2 separate regions of the Mus musculus genome follow, and region 1 is linked to region 2. A link is a contact called in public Hi-C data. All regions are on one chromosome and are shown on one strand. The core of a region is the stretch at or near the end of the contact, and the rest is flanking DNA. Distances in the headings are between cores, read along the strand shown. Region 1 overlaps Prkar1b (protein kinase, cAMP dependent regulatory, type I beta). Region 2 has its middle 39 kb from the start of Gm30206.

Region 1 (4,505 bases), core at 1,952-4,451, 230 kb before region 2:
TAATGTCTTTTAAATTTCTAGAATTCCATAGGGTGCCAAGAGTCCCTCTCTGAGCAACTCATCTTCTTAGGTGAGTGAGCAGTATTGTAAGGGGTAAAAAGGCTCTGTTCTCTCAGCACTTGTGTGAAGGGGCAGGAGATGGGCTTTTCTTCGGAAAGAACCTCTGCAAGACTCTGAGGCAGCTCACATAGGTCCAAGGGTTTCCTCTTTGCAGCTCAGCAGGTCCAGGCCCTTCGGCTATAGGTTTTTGTAAGATGTTCTCTGGTAGTGTGCTGGACCATTGTAGCCCTTTTCAACCTCCTGGTGATTTGGTCCCAGAAGAGAGGCCCTGGTTCTTCTAGGTACCCTAGGTTTTCCCTTGTCTCTGTCCATTAGCTCCAATGTGTAAAAATATTCCACTTAGGTCCAGTGGCTTGTTAGGGATGCACTAGTGGGCTATGGATGAGGGAGACTATAAGGAAAGCCCAAGCAAGGGGTCAGCAGTTTGGGCTTGGTGTGTCTTACCTCTAGAGGATCCCATGCCACAAGTGGCTTCTTCACATTCATGTGGATGACCCACTCCCACCTCCATTTGTTAGGGAGGGAAACAGGAGGCTTCATGGCTTCTTTAGAGCTGAAATCAGACTTTCTGTGGGTCCTAGATACCTGACAGCTCCCTGGGCCAGCATCCTAGGACATTTCCTGTCCCCCTGGCTAGGCTGGCCACTGTTGGGTGAGCTGCTGGTGCATTACTGCCTCTTCCACTGATAGCATAGTCCCCACATAGGACACAGAGAGCTGGCATCCCTTTGCCTATGGACCCAAAGCTTGTGACAAACCTAGAGTCTTTAGGGACCCTGGATCAATGGTTTCATGGACTCATCCATGTGGCATCTTGGATATAACTGTCCCCTTCACTCCCAAATTTGTTATGTGTGACCAAACACATCCGAACCTTCGTCTGCTCACACCAGATGGGGAGCTCACAACAGACCAGAGTAGACTGTACAAAAGTCAACTCGGTGAACCAATGAATCTTTATTGGAGTTACCAACAGGAGTACGGGTGAGAGGTCGCTTACACGAGCAGGGCTGACTCAGAAGCAGCTGTATCACTGACAAGTTCAACCCAGCCTTGGAGACACTCACAAACACAGCAACCATGGAGCCCTCTGAAAGATCTGCAGGCAGCTCAATGGGTCCAGGAATCTCCTTCTGGCAGCCTCCCCCATCCCCCTCCCCGTAACCTCTCCCTCCACCAGTGTCATCCCTCTGCAATTATTTACTTTGTCTACAAAGCTGGGGAGGGGCCTTGAGAATCTTGGAAATTCCCACTTTTCCCACACTTGTGTTTTGTTTACCTCTGGAGTCTCAGGAGCCACCCCTCCCCCACCTCTGAAGGAAACTGCTAGAATTTCAAGTGTGAAGACTCAGTCTAGGGGTGGGGGTAGAGGTACAGGGCAGATTCTCACCAGGAGGAAAGCCTTCTGATCAGAGGAGGAGTTCCTAGCAGGAGCGGAGGTGCTGGGCAGTACAGAGCCTGACATGGGATGGACATCTTGGTGGGAAGCTGTGTGTGTGTGTGTGTGTGTGTGTGTGTGTGTGTGTGTGTAAATGAGAGTGCAGACTAGAGTCCAGGATGACTTGTTTTGCACCACCAGTTTGTGAGGCATCCTTTGTAGACTAGCCTTGTGTTAGCCCATGTCATGCTCACCCAGTGCCCATTCTCACCTGCACTCATATCCTTTCCTGACTCCATCTATCCCCCGCAACCTTGATTTATTCATTATGCAGGTGTTTCTGTACAGTGGATGCTCTGGGTACATGAGGCATCTGTGGTACCTGTGGTACTGGGTACCAGTGGGTGGTACTAACTAGGTCAGGCTCCTCTTTAGGTTCTAAGCTGATTGCTTACAGTGTGTGTGTGTGTGTGTGTGTGTGTGTGTGTGTGTGTGTGTGATATGTATGTGGATAAATGTGTCTGTGTGGGTGTACATGCATGTGGAAACCAGAGGGTCAACCTTGAGCATCATCTTAGGAGCCAATCATCTTAGTTTTTCTTCTTCCTCTTCTTTTGTGTGTGTGTGTGTGTGTGTGTGTGTGTGTGTGAGAGAGAGAGAGAGAGAGAGAGAGACAGAGACAGAGACAGAGACAGAGACAGAGACAGACATACACAGAGACAGAGAGAGACAGAGAGAGATGGAGTCAGAGACCAGAGAGAGGGACACAAAGAGACACACACAGAGACAGTCAGACAGACAGGAGGGGGCAGGAGGTTTTAAAATATTCCTCTGAAATCAGAGGACGATTTGAGTCAAAGCTCTCCTTCTACATGTGTTCCAAGGTTTGAACTCGCCATAAGTCTTAGAGGCAAGTGCCTTTATTCCTGAGCCATCTTGCTGGCCCCACTACCTTGTTTTTTTAGACAAAGTCTTTCACTGGGACCTGAGACTAGCCGGCCGGCTAGACTGGCTTACAAGTGAGTCCTAGGGATCCTCTTGTTTCTTCCTCCTGATATTCTTGCTTCTAATTCTTGGAATTAGAGGCATGCACCATCATGTTTGACATTTTATATGGGTTCTGGGGTTGGGCTCAGGTCCTCATGCTTGTGAGGTAAGTACTTTACTAACTGAGCCATCTCCCCAGAACCATTATCTACAAACATTTTGGGGGGTGCAGGGGGGATTTTAAAGGCATACAAAGGAAAGATTCTGATCCAAGCTCTACCAGCTCCCACCTCCTTGTGTTCTGTGGGGTCACAGCCATCAGCCATTGCTATGGTACACGGCCCAGCTGCAGACGGTAATTTTCAGCCCAGCTTCAATCCTCCTGGCTGCACCAATCCCGTATGCCTCATGAATGGCAACAGCATCTCTCACCCGCACCTGCCCAGAGATGCCATTCACAGAGATGGTTTTCTGAAACTGGGAGCCCAAAAGGTCTGCGTTTGTTTATATTCAGAGCTGCTTTAGAGAGCTGCCTGGTTTTTAGCCCATGGAGGCCCACCAAGCTGCTCTGTGACAAGGCCAAGGTGATGGGGAAAGGGCCTGTGAGAAAGGAGCTGGGTAAGAAATGAAGGACGCTCCAGAACCACCCGGTGAATGTCTTCTGTGTCCCAAGTGTCTCCCTGCAGGGCCAACCTTTCTGCTTTTCCTCCTGTGACAGCTGGTTTATGCTGTCCTTCAGAAAAGGCAACAGTTGCTAAGAACTAGGCAAACAAAGAGACTCCCAGGAACAGCTGGAGGAGGACAGCTGGGGGACAGCTGCCAAATCTGAGTGCTCAGGCCACCCAAAACAGAGAGCTTAACCGGTTTGGTGGCACTAGGAACCACTGCTCCTCTTTTCCTTCCTCCCCAGGTGGCTTCTTACTCCCAAGCAGTGGAGACAGGAGTCAGTGTGAGCCATTCATCTGTCTGTCCGTCCACATTCACCATCAATCATCTGCCCACCCAGCACTCCTCTCCACCCTCCATCCAGCACTCACCGTCAATCCATTCATCACGTACACTCACCCACCATCCATCCACCTATCCTGTGTCACCTATCTGTCCAAATTCCATCTGTCATCCATCCACCCATCCATCCATCCATCCATGCATCCATTTACTCATTCACACTTTCAATAGAAACTGCTTGGGACTCTTCCATATGTGGCCAAACAGTGACAAGGTTCATAGGTGTACATAGTAGATGGGAGCATATAGATCCTTCCTTCCTTCCTACCTTTTTTTTTCTTTCTTCCTGTTGTTAGTTTCAATACAGGGTCTTACTATATAGCCCCAGCTGTCTCAGAATTTGCTTTGTAGACCAGGCCTGCCTAGAAGTTATGGTGATCCTCTAAGGTGCTGGGATCACACTTGTGTGCTGCTATGCCTAGCTTGCTGCTCTCTCTTCCAAGGAGAGTAGTCTCTGCAGAGACTGAAGAGAGGTGTGGCTGAGGAAGCATCGTGCTGATGCACTTGGATTTTGCACTTTAAAGGCACATGCATTGATTTCCTAGCAAACCCTCACACGGCACGAGGGTTTGTATCACCAAGAGCTCCCTATAAACTTCTAAGATAGGGGTATGATTGCCCACATACACAGAGGAGGGAAACTGAGGCTGGGGAGATGGATGTCCTGGATCATACTCTAACTTGCCAGAGATCTGCTTGTCAGCTCTAAGCCATGCCCAGCAGTGGGAGCTGTGCCATTGCGGTGGGAAGCCTGGGCTTGTGCTCATGTAGTCCACAAGCATCCTGTAGACATCTCCTCCAGATGAGATCACCTTTAAAGAAAAATGGCATGCCATGAGCCACACAGACAGGCTGCTAGCTTTGCAGAGCTGCATTCTTATGGAAGAGATTCTTAGTCATCAAGAGAGGTTGCTGACATACCATATATGGTGTGTGAGATGGTATGTTCCTAAGGTGGAATGACGGTAGTAATGGTGGCAGAGGTGTGATGATAAAGATTGTGATTGTAGTGATGATCATGATGGTGAAGATGACAGTGACAGTGGTGGCGGTGATGGCAGTGGTGGCGGCG
Region 2 (4,355 bases), core at 1,559-4,058:
AGAAGGGGAATGTGAGAGTGGAACTGAGAGGCGAGGAGGGAGGGGGGCTGTGATTGGGATAGTAAATAAATAAACAAACAAACAAATAAATAAGTTTAATCTCAGCACTCGGGAGGCAGAGGCCTGTCTGGTCTACATAGTGAATCCCATGCCAGTTAGGGCTACATAGTGAGATCTTGTTTTGTGGAGAGGAGGCACAGAAAATAACTTCATCATGAAATTAAAATGAAAGAGTAATTATCCCTGTGAACTTAAGTTTCCTTCAAATGAAAAACAAATTAACTGAGACGCATTTAACTTCACGGTTAGACAGCTAACCCAGGATGGCTTCTGCGGGGTGAAAAGAGTTTCTTAGGGCAGCAATACATACACACATGTTTACACACAGACATATGTTCATAAATACACCTGTGTGTAGGCAAATGTGTGTGTGGGATGCAGATGTGTACACAACACATATATGTATGCATATGCAAGTGTACAAACGCACTGATGTATACAAGCACACATGTGTATGTATGCAGATAACATGTGTATGGACACAGACATGTACACAAGCAAGTGTACATGTGTGTGTGCATATAGGTATATGTATGTGAAAGCATAGATATGGGCATAGCACACACATGTGTTCATTCAGACACATGTGCATAAGCACACATACACGCACACAGATGCATGTGAAAGCACATACTCACAGTCTCCAGGAGCGACAAGGCTCTGCCTCTTGCTGGTTTTGCTTCTCTCATGGAGAGCCTGGTCCCACCCTTGCTGCCCTGTGACCTTGTGCCTTGTTTAGGTGGAAAGGAATTTCTACATCGTTATCAGTGTTCCCAGCTTCCCTCTGTTGAGTCTGGTCAGCCATACCCCTATCTCCCCAGAAATCTGTCTATTTCATCTCAAACAGCAGTTGCATCAGGGTAGACCACAGGCACCGCATGTCCAGAGCTAGTCTTCACAGCTGCTCTACAAAGTGCCTCTCAACTCCCTGTAGCCCTGGTGCCCCTCACCAGGCAGGAACCTCTGCCCTCCTGGATCCTGTCAGCTGTCCCTCAGTTCTTCTCTCTGAAGACTCTACCGACTCAGTTTCCTAGGACAGAGGGAAGCCTCTCTCCTGCTCTCCCCTGCTCCTGAGAAGGTACTGCCCTCACTCTGGGCTTTAGTCATTCAAGCCTGGGCAGGGGACCAGATCGAGACTGCCAGCTGTAGCCTGCTGCCTGGCTTTTGGCACAGGCTGCACACCTCTGATGGCTGCTGGAGGTTTTGGGGATGGCATCACATGACTTTGGATCTCCCAGGATTCAGAAAGCCCCAGTGGCATGGTAGCTTCTTTGGCGAGGACAGGTCAAGAACAGCTGCTATCCAGGGCAAACCTACAGCACCATTCTTCAACTTTGGATGATGCTACCAAGTCAATCAGTTTGTGTCTTCCTTACCTGGGTGGGCTGCCCCGTAACCACACAGAGAGGGTAGGCCTTAGGACTTAGAGCAGTGTTCTTTGTGCAGTGGAGTTGCCAGCTATGAGCGTGCAGGGCAGGGGTATTTCTGTTTCAGGAGCCAGCACAGGGCCAGGGTTTGAGGACCACATGGGGCTGGTAGGTGGAGCCTCCTTTCCTCCTCCAAATAAAGGCCCGCTCTCCTCACCCTGGGCTGAGCAGTAATGATTAACGTGGCTGGCTCTGTTCTCTTTGTTTCTGCTGGGCTGGGACTGTGGATGCGGGAAGTAGGGGACACACAGTCTCTCCCTGCTGCGCATGAATGCTGGGTTTATCTTCTCTTCAGGCTTCTCTGGTTTCAGCGCCTTATTTGTTCTGACATAGATGGGCTTTATCTCCAGTTCCTAATGGCCAATGGAACCCCAGATAGTTCCTCAGAGGCTCTGGCCCACTGTAGGTGTGCTGATGGGATTGACCATGCTGGGTCTCTGAGGAAGACACAGCCCACAAGGGTCCTTGTCTGTGTGACTCTGTCCGTTGTTTGTGCTCAAGGGAGGCAAGCAGACAGAGCAGAGCAAGAAAGCCTCCCTTAGCAAGGGGTGGAGGCCTTGGGGATAAAGACCTTTCAGAAAACCTTTGTACTGGGCACTCATCTGTGGTCATACTGGGTGCTCACCTGTGCTCATACTGGGTGCTCACCTGTGGTCATCCTGGATACTCATTCATTCACCTGGGACAAGTTGGTTCAGCAATTGCTAAACCATATTCAGTTGCTGCATAGGCTCTAGATGGTGGGGCCTGCTATTTTTCCTGAAAGAAATTTCTAGAAAGTACTTCCTCATACCCCTTTCTTTTTTGCTGGTCTCTGATCCAAGCCTCAGTAAGTTGGACATGTGCCCTGGTTTAGCTCTGGACAGAGTGGATGGAGCCCCAGGGCCTCTGGGGGCTGCAAGCTGGAGCTGCATCTGCCTGCCCATCTTGCCTTGTGTTTCCTCCCTGAGTCCCTACTGCTGTGCCCTAGTCTTCCCCCATACTCCCCCCAGGTCCCCCCACCCCCTGTCAGATTACTAGGCCTCCAGAAGCCTAAAGCCAGGGAACAATATGGCATAACCTGGCAGGTGTCACTGGAAGTCTGATTAGATTTTCTGCACAGCTGAGAATGTAAATATTGGTGAGAGTCGGAAGACCAAGTCATCTCTGGCAAGATATTACGTCATTCCAACACCTGCTCTGGACAGAGCTCTAAGGGCATGTGACCCACCTCATGGCTGGCATTGCCACAAGAAGCTGATAGGTGTTGCCATGAGGGACACAGTGTATGACCAGCTGCGTGTTTGCAGAGCTGGCAATACCGGCCACTAGGTCCCAGCATGGGACTCAGCAGGCCCAGCTGTCTCTGCCTGGACACTGGGCCAAACAGTGAGTTCTCTGGGCCCCCGGAACTTATCTTGAGTCAATAGAGACTCTGGGCAGCCACAGAGGCTGTTGACCAGGCCAGCAGACAAGAGTGGCATTCAGGTCCCTAGCTGGTTTCCAGTGAGCTCAGCTGCTCCACAGCTGGGGCCAGGGACGGCCTGCACCCCACCCGCCTGCTGGGCCTGTTTTCCTGCTGGTAAACAAGGAGCCTGGGAAGGGTCAGAGCTCTGGGCATCAGTGGAGCAAGGTCTTTATTATGTATAGCTACAGGCACCTGGGGGGAGGAAGCTGTGGTAGAACACAGAAATAGCCACACCATGGCACCTGTGGGAGGACAGTGGGCAGATTACCCTTTGAAGCAGGAACCATAGTGTAGTGACCAAGTCCTGCTCTGGGGGCTAGGGTTCTTCAAGATATCATTTGATGACTGAAAAAGTTGAGGAGGGGTCACTAGAACAGGCAAGAGCAAAGAGGATGTTCCCCTGAACCCTGAGGACTCACAACAAACCCCATACTGCCCTGTCCAAGCTTGTTGTAGGTCAGTAGGTAGAAGCGGGTCTCATTTCCTTGGGCAACCTTGAGTCTATGACAAAGCTGAGGACACACAATGAGGACCTATCAGACAGTCTGTCTGTTTATCTGGCCACACTGACCAGAGCCTTTCCAGATTGGGGAGTTATAGGAATGTCCTAGGGTCTCTTCTGACAGCTATGCAGTACCCAGGCAGAACCCACATGTCTCCTTTCTCTTCAGCCCTGAACTATTGGGCTGACATGCTGGGGGAAGGGAGCTAGAGGAAATGGGTGTAGCCTCACCTGGTGGACATGGTTTGTGTTCAGGGTGTCTGATTTGCTTCGAAGCGATCCAGAGCTGGGGGTGCCCAATGGGCAGGGACATAATGCTGGAAACTTTTCAAGTTTGTGTTCTGTTACTGTGACAAACACCATGACCAAAGCAAGATAGGCAGGAGAGAGTTTATTTGGCTCAGACTTCCAGGTCACAATCCATCACTGAGAGAAGTCAAGTAAGGGACCTGGAGGCAGAAACAATGGAAGAACACTGCTTGTTGGTTTGCTCTTATTAGTGTTTTTATACAGCCTATGGCCACCTGCCTAGGAAGTGGTGCCGCCCACAGTGGGGTGGGCCCTCCTACACCAACTAAGACACATTAACATTACACTACTACATCACATTAACCCACAGTCGTGTGCACAGGCCAGCTTATTAAGATAGTTACTCAACTGGCATTCTTCTCGAGTGATTCCAGACCATGTCAAGATGACAGCTAAGGCTGACTAAGACAGGGACCCTCACTGCAAGCTGACCCTGGGAGTACAGTCAGGAGTCTTTATCTCGTTACTCTCTGGACTCTGTGGTGGTTCACCCTGCTTTGTGTCCCTAAAGCTCAGCATGGGATTCTGGTGTCTTTCCAAGCCCTCTGCCTAGATAGAATTAGCTAATGCTCTATTGATAAGCATCCCCAATTCCTGTCCATGAGAATGT

The links. A called contact is a pair of places that touch in the nucleus more often than the background predicts.
Region 1: a contact with region 2 is called in a Hi-C map of muscle stem cells, with 2.0 times the contacts expected there. The contact joins two enhancer-like sites. A contact is called at or near these places in 6 of 15 datasets of contacts at CTCF or cohesin (the NIH/3T3 cell line, embryonic stem cells, large pre-B cells and 2 more), 154 of 484 Hi-C or Micro-C datasets (2-cell-like embryonic stem cells, the 4T1 cell line, the AML12 cell line and 77 more), 24 of 115 datasets of contacts at active chromatin or transcription factors (the 230-238 cell line, T-cell acute lymphoblastic leukemia, astrocytes and 13 more) and 2 of 9 other capture datasets (embryonic stem cells and embryonic tail).

Annotation. Positions count from the first base shown.
Region 1 is chr5:139,092,442-139,096,946 of GRCm38.p6, reverse strand. The region is part of intron 4 of Prkar1b (protein kinase, cAMP dependent regulatory, type I beta); the gene reads left to right. Among named protein-coding and RNA genes, the nearest start is that of Prkar1b, 35 kb to the left of the region's middle. Within about 2 kb of position 3,201, at least 6 of the 459 cell types and tissues checked have an H3K27ac peak or open chromatin away from gene starts, as enhancers often do. A contact at or near this core is called in muscle stem cells, where this site is marked.
Region 2 is chr5:138,862,369-138,866,723 of GRCm38.p6, reverse strand. It overlaps the pseudogene Gm31891. Among named protein-coding and RNA genes, the nearest start is that of Gm30206, 39 kb to the right of the region's middle. Within about 2 kb of position 2,808, at least 39 of the 459 cell types and tissues checked have an H3K27ac peak or open chromatin away from gene starts, as enhancers often do. A contact at or near this core is called in muscle stem cells, where this site is marked.